2 separate regions of the Salmo salar genome follow, and region 1 is linked to region 2. The links are chromatin contacts, called in public Hi-C maps. All regions are on one chromosome and are shown on one strand. The core of a region is the stretch at or near the end of the contact, and the rest is flanking DNA. Distances in the headings are between cores, read along the strand shown. Region 1 has its middle 11 kb from the start of LOC123729649. Region 2 has its middle 110 kb from the start of myc.

Region 1 (4,050 bases), core at 252-2,751, 140 kb before region 2:
CAGTGAAGAGGTGACTCCGGGATGCTGGCCTTCTAGGCAGAGTTCCTCTGTCCAGTGTCTGTTCTTTTGCCCAGTGTCTGTTCTTTTGCCCATCTTTTCTTTTTATTGGCCAGTTCTTTGCAACTGTCTAGAAGGCCAGCATCCCAGAGTCGCCTCTTCACTGTTGACGTTGGTGTTTTGCGGGTACTATTTAATGAAGCTGCCAGTTGAGGACTTGTGAGGCGTCTGTTTCTCAAACTAGACACTAATGTACTTGTCCTCTTGCTCAGTTGTGCACCGGGGCCTCCCACTCTTTCTGTTCTGGTTAGAGACAGTTTGCGCTTTTCTGTAAAGGGAGTAGTACACAGCGTTGTACGAGATCTTCAGTTTCTTTGCAATTTCTCGCATGGAATAGCCTTTGTTTCTGGCCATTTTGAGCCTGTAATTGAACCCACAAATGCAAACGCTCCAGATACTCAACTAGTCTAAAGAAAGCCAGTTTTATTGCTTCTTTAATCAGAACGATAGTTTTCAGCTGTGCTAACAAAATTGCAAAAGGGTTTTCTAATGATCAATTAGTCTTTTAAAATGACAAACTAGCTAACACGTGCCATTGGGACACAGGAGTGATGGTTGCTGATAATGGGCCTCTGTACGCCTATGTAGATATTCCATTAAAAATCATCCGTTTCCAGCTACAATAGTCATTTACAACATTAACAATGTCTATACTGTATTTTTTTATCAATTTGGTATTTTGGACAAAGAATTTGCTTTTATTTCAAAAACAAGGACATCTCTAAGTGACCCCAAACTTTTGAATGGTAGTATAGATCTGAGAGATCTTGAACACTTGAGAAATGAATGGTCTTTGTGAAACGTCTTTGTCCTTCATAGAATGAATGATGCTGTATATAGCTGAAGGGGACCACTTATTGATCACACATACTGAATTTGATACCATCACTTTTCTGGGTCTTGACAAATTGACTTAGTGTTGAAGTACTCATTATGAGAAAAAAATTGAAAACACTGAAGTCTATGTTGCCAAGGCACTGTACTGATGGAATGTCAGTGATAATATTTCTGCACTAGACTTCCTCCAAACTCATGTGGAATAGCTTTGGGATGAGGAGATTACAAACCAAATGATCACTGCACAGGTGACTATAGTGGCCTCCTTTCAATTACGTCTTTGTCAAAGTAGGCTACTGCTCAATATCCTGTCCAGTTGGTCTGAGGTGTAATGTTTCAGCCACAAGGGGGAGTCCCAGGTCTTGATATACTCATGAGTACACTAGTAATTGTCGTAATAACAGCTGAATAACATTGTGAGTAACTTCCTGTATATGTGTCACAGCCACGTATCTATGAGCCATTTTTCTCTTGAAAGCCATATTTTTATACAGAGCCTAATTTTGACACAATATGCCTGAGAAAGTGCATTATTCCTTAGTTACACTCAGACAATACTAATTTCCTGGGGAGTCTACAGCTGGTATTGCTTTTCCGTTGCTCTAACTCCCACATCCTGTCGACTGGATTGTGATGCAATCATCCACACAAGAGCATGAGGGGCACTAAGCAAACAGCTTTGAAAAGCTGCGGATGTTTTTTTTCCAGCTTAGTTGGGAGCCGTATGACCCAAAGTCTGGTGAAAGGAAAGGCCATGTCAGTGAATCTGGCTCATGCCTATCATGGCTGGCGTATTTGGACTGTGAGGGAGAATAGGCATGTCTACGGAAGGATTCAGTGAGCACTATTTCAAATGGACACTCAATGGGCAGTGGTTCGCCACATCTTTTGATATCTGAACCCCCAATCACATTTTGTTCTGCCCAAAGTACCCCCTCGTGTGCAACTGATCCTTCGACTTTATGAGTATTCCCATGTAGCCCCTGTGGTTAGGCCAGGTATCCCCAGGGGTACTAATATCCCAGGTTGAGAACTAGAGGACAGAGGAAGGAAGGGAAGGTATAAGCCTATGAAGTGTAGGGTTTTGCTGACTGTTAAAACTTTGACTTCTGTCACTTCCCTGTGACAGACACGAGACATCACTTTCACAGCTATGTTTCCCAATATCACACAGAGCAACTGAATACACTCGCAAAGAAAAAAATATGACAATTTCTTTGAACAGATGAGCAATGTATGGCCTACACTTAACATTAACACTAGGCTAAATGGGGCCTGGTGAATGAATGAAGATGTAAAGGTGCCTCTCCAGTTAGTTAGTCATACTCTTTTGTTTTCATTTAGGAAATGTAGAAGAAAATCCATGTTTCCTAAACCGGAAACACAGCATCTAGCTCCAGTGTTAAAGTTAAATAAATCAAATGTGCACTCAGTTGTACAACGATTCTTTACTGCAGGAGCAGTGCAAACGCTAGTACACTGTGGGCCAGTCATTTTTATAGTGGAGGTGATTGTGGCCTTCAGATGAACAACAACAAACGCCCTGCCTGGACGAGTGCTGCATATCAAGCGCTTACATCATTGGAAATCTATGACAAGGATTTGGATCTATGATGAGCATCGCTATGACAATAGATTTTCCAGGGGAATCAAATTGCATTTAAAGTGCTATTTGACTTTGGGCATCCTTGTAATCTATGAGGCTAATTTTGAATGAATCCCCAGATGGGGGAACTACACAAAGTGACCAGACCACAGATTATGCAGTCTTCACAACCTCTTCAAAACAAAGGGCAGTGGGTTCAAAGAGAGAGAGAAAAGACAGAGAGGTAGTGGGGGGTAAACATTTAAAAACAGCTTATCTACCCTTAATGCTCAATGCATTCCTCATTGATTGCAGTGTTGCATTGGGGGTCTTTCAGGGATGTAAGAGGGCATTCAGGCCAGAAATTAAACAATGGATGATACGAAGCTTTATTGATTGGCTAATCATCTTGGGTATGCGCATGAGTGGGGGAGAGAGTGGTGTTGGGGGAAAAACATACAACATTATAAAATCAATGTACACAAACAAGTGTGCGGTTAAACTTGGCAATAAAACACATATCTTTCCACAGGACCGAGGGGTGAGACAGGGATGTAGCTTAAGCCCCACCCTCTTCAACATTTATATCAACGAATTGGCGAGGGCACTAGAACAGTCTGCAGCACCTTCCCTCACCCTACTAGAATCTGAAGTCAAATGTCTACTGTTTGCTGATGATCTGGTGCTTCTGTCACCAACCAAGGAGGGCCTACAGCAGCACCTAGATCTTCTGCGCAGATTCTGTCAGACCTGAGCCCTGACAGTAAATCTCAGTAAGACAAAGATAATGGTGTTCCAAAAAAGGTCTAGTTGCCAGGACCAAGAATACAAATTCCATCTAGACACTGTTGCCCTAGAGCACACAAAAAACTATACATACCTTGGCCTAAACATCAGCACCACAGGTAACTTCCAGAAAGGTGTTAACGTTCTGAGATCCAGGGCAAAAATGGCCTACTATGCCATCAAAAATAAAATAAAATTCAACATACCAATTAGGATCTGGCAAAAAATACTTGAATCAGCTATGGAACATATTGCCCTTTATGGTTGTGAGGTCTGAGGTCCGCTCACCAACCAATAATTCACAAAATGGGACAAACACCAAATTGAGACTCTGCATGCAGAATTCTGCAAAAAACAATCCTCTGTGTACAGTCGTGGCCAAAAGTTTTGAGAATAACACAAATATTAATTTTCACAGTCTGCTGCCTCAGTTTGTATGATGGCAATTTGCATATACTCCAGAATGTTATGAAGAGTGATCAGATGAATTGCAATTAATTGCAAAGTCCCTCTTTGCCATGCAAATGAACTGAATCCCCCAAAAACATTTCCACTGCATTTCAGCCCTGCCACAAAAGGACCAGATGACATGAGTGTTGACGAGGACAAGGCTGTAGATCACTCTGTCATGCTGATTGAATTCGAATAACAGACTGGAAGCTTCAGAAGGAGGGTGGTGCTTGGAATCATTGTTCTTCCGCTGTCAACCATGGTTACCTGGAAGGAAACACGTGCCGTCATCATTGCTTTGCATAAAAAGGGCTTCACAGGCAAGGATATTGCTG
Region 2 (3,632 bases), core at 158-2,657:
TAATCGCTGCCAAAGGCGCTTCAACAAAGTACTGAGTAAAGGGTCTGAATACTTATGTAAATGTGATATCAGTTTTTTTATTTTTAATGCAAACATGTTTTTACTTTGTCATTATGGGGTATCGTGTGTATATTGATGAGGGAAAAAAACTGTTTAATCAACTTCAGAATAAAGCTTTAATTTAACAAAATGTGGAAAAAGTCAAGGGGTCTGAAAACTTTCCGAATGCATTGTAAACTAATGGCGGTGTTGAATCATCAATGATACAGAACAATGTGGAAAACCGTTAATAAAGTGTCATGAAGCGTCGTGATTACAATGAACTACAGTCTCTTATAATCGGATAGTAAATCACTTTGGATAAGAATGTCTGTCTGCTAAATGACTAAAATGGCTTTGGGCTTCCTGCTCCTTTTTTCCTCCCCCCTCCCGTTTCAGTGGAAGAGCGGAGCTGCTTGGAAGAATGTCTCTGGCAGCTCTCCAGGGATTTGCATAAAGCTGGCGGGAAACAGTCCCTCCCTTTGTCAGAACTGTACGGCATGCAGGAATTCTTGCCCAGCTGCTATTTCCCCCCAGCGCTGGCGTCCTATTGGCTACGTCTTCGCGGGCTTTCTCCTGGACAAGACTGGCACAGTAAAGTGCAAAAGGGTCAGCATGGCCACTGCAACCCTCCTCAATCTTACAGTGCATATACAATAGGAAGCAGCATTGCGCAGTGAAACATTGTAAGCCATTCACTTTCAATGGAAGAAAAGTGAAACAAGTAGAGTGGGCAGGGGATCGATCAATGCGAGCATGGACGAGGGAGATCAACAGGTTGGGACTAAAGTTGGGGAAGTCTGAGCTTTATGCAAATCCTCCGCAATATAGCAACGCAATTGACCAATCAAAGCTTACCATAGCTTCCAGCCCCTACTGGATTTGCTGACAATCACTGTTGATATGTAGTGTTAGCTTGTTAGCACCGACATGAGGGAGAGGCTAACGTGGCTAGGCAAGTGCCGTTTGTATAGTGTAAACGCTCTGTTACGGTTGAAAACCGTTGCAAGATTAAGCAAGCACTGGGACAGAAACAAAGAAAAACAAAGAGATACCCAGTCTGGAATTTAACCGAAAAGGCTGGCAGATAGATAGATAGAGAGTCCTTTCAATGGCCAATTCTTTGTTTTTAACAAATCCTGTGTCTCATTGCTTTTTGGTCCACATTAATAAGAGTCATACTATAACTGCCACGGTTGAGTCATGGACGTGTTTGACAGTCAGAGAAAAGCAGGTACAGCTGGTACAGCATGATCTGTGACCCGATTAGCAGCCTTAAATGGTCACTTTTCAGCCGGACAGCCCCAGTAGTAAGCTGACAGCTCTTTAGGCTATGCGAATGCTCTGGCTGTATATCAGTGACCTGTTCCACAAAGTAATGCAGACAGAAGTACAAAACACCCCCAGACTAACATTGACGGCATCTAGTGGCTAAGACAAGACATGACACCAAAACAACACATTCCTTTATAAACAGACTTTTACTGTGCTTTGTCCACTCTTTTTAGAGTCTCCCTACAATCTAAGAAAACAGACATTTCAAAGGGCACACATTGGAGCTATTTTATGCAGGGGACATGCCAGAGCATATTTTCAGCTCTGTTTCAAGAGGAAGACCCCTCAGATGGCTTGGAGCAACACAAGGTGGCCAGTTACCATGGTGAGAGGGTGAACAGGCTGGGAGAGATTTGGCGGGAAGGTGCCAGCACAAAGTGTTGCCTTTGTTTACTTTGTTTTAGGACTGGAAGAGCCCAGAACGGTTTCCGTCCTGGTTCGTTCAGTCCACTGAACATTACACCGTTTTATCTGGTTGAGGAGATGTGGCCCGCCTCAATCATTTTATAGCATAAATCCCTTTTATTAAGCCTTGAGTGTCATTATAGAGCATGTGAAAAATGTTTTATTGCGCCATTGTGTGTCACGAAGTGAACAACTCTTGAAACGGTTCATCTTGTTTTATCTTGTGGGCCTATGCAAACTTAGAGAGAAATACATTGACAAGCAAACTTCATGAACTCCTCCTTTGTCACACTGGATACAGTGCAAGACAGACTAACTCCCTATCAGTCAAACATATCAAGACTGACTCACATATCAGAACAAACATTTTACAAATGGGTAATGTGCATACAACAGCGAAAACAAACAGCAGGGTACTCAAAAGAAATAAGGCGAATTATATGTGCTTTGGACCGACTCCAATGCAATCAGATCCTGATAAGTGTTGTAAACACTTTGAGAACATAAATGTTAAGACTAATAAGCCAAAATACTGCTTGGGTCAGCCAGTTGCCCTTGAACAGTCAAAATTGGCAGAGATCTTTTCATTGACTTAAAATACCAACTACCCCTCAGGTAAAATGAATCATGATCTGACACTGTCTCTTGTTCCTTGTAAAAGCTTGACAAACCACTGTTGGAGACAAAGGGGCTGCTGAATTCTACTGCATAGTAAATTGGAGGCAACATTTCTAGCTAACATAAGTTCAGATTCTTGGGCTCTCTCTGACATCCTTACCCTTCCTTTCCCCACATCTTAACTGATCCAATCTGGGCCACAGTCACTCTATCATCAATTATGGCTCACTGTGTGTACCGCTGCCAAGGCTTCTTCCAGTAAGAGGGTTAGCTTGCTCATCTGTTCCATCTGATCTGAGGTTGCTAGTGACTGTGCCATGACAAAGATAAGGATGACAACAGAAGCCAAAATACCCTCATCCGTTGCTTCCCTGTCCCAGTTAAGTTTATTCAGAAGTAAAATAAACATTGACTTTAAAATCTACTGCAATATACTCACAATAAAACATCAGTTCATATCACAAACAGGTCTACACAGAGTAATAAGGGGAGGTGGGGGGGAGGTCATTTGGACAATAAAGAGTCACAACAGAAGAATTTGACGACTGTGATTTTCAGACCCTGCCTGTCTGACTCATCACACACAGAGGGGACGGGGGGACGGGGGACGGGGGGGGCTTGTGCCCTTGTGAGAGCGTATCACCTCCCGACCCAGCTAACAACAAATGTTCACACAACTTTAGAGAACATTCCATTAAGAGTCTCATTAGGTAACTAACGTTTTTATAGGAATGTTCCTGTTCCTGTGATGTGCAAGGATGTTTCCAAGAGACCATTCCCTTAATGTCAAATAGAATGTTCTCAGAATTTAAGATATTAATGTCCTAGACACGTTTCATGGGAACGTTGCAAGAACAGTAACGTGTCTTGTTTTCTGTCGGTTAGGAGAATATTCCATCAACGTCCTACCAAACATACACAGAACACAGTTGCCATGTTCTCAGATATTAATGTTCTAGACACATTAAATTAGAACATTGCAAAAGAACATTGTGTCCAGTTTTCTGTGGGTTAGGAGAATATTCCGTCAACGTCTCTCAACGGTTGCCATGTTCTCAGAACATAAGACATTGTTGAAGATACGTTTCATGGGAACGTGGCAAAAACATTAATGTATCCAGTTTTTGTGGGTTAGGAAAATACTCCAACTTCGCACCAAAAACATACACAGATCATGGTTGCCATGTTCTCAGAACAAAATATATTGTTCTAGACACGTTTCATGGGAACTTTGC

What was found. A called contact is a pair of places that touch in the nucleus more often than the background predicts.
Region 1: a Hi-C map of gill shows a contact between it and region 2, with 3 times the contacts expected there. The contact joins two enhancer-like sites. A contact is called at or near these places in 2 of 3 Hi-C or Micro-C datasets (gill and muscle).

Annotation. Positions count from the first base shown.
Region 1 is chrssa22:1,239,067-1,243,116 of Ssal_v3.1, reverse strand. No RefSeq gene overlaps it. Among protein-coding and RNA genes, the nearest start is that of LOC123729649, 11 kb to the left of the region's middle. Within about 2 kb of position 1,501, at least 5 of the 13 cell types and tissues checked have an H3K27ac peak or open chromatin away from gene starts, as enhancers often do. A contact at or near this core is called in gill, where this site is marked.
Region 2 is chrssa22:1,097,181-1,100,812 of Ssal_v3.1, reverse strand. No RefSeq gene overlaps it. Among protein-coding and RNA genes, the nearest start is that of myc, 110 kb to the left of the region's middle. Within about 2 kb of position 1,407, at least 4 of the 13 cell types and tissues checked have an H3K27ac peak or open chromatin away from gene starts, as enhancers often do. A contact at or near this core is called in gill, where this site is marked.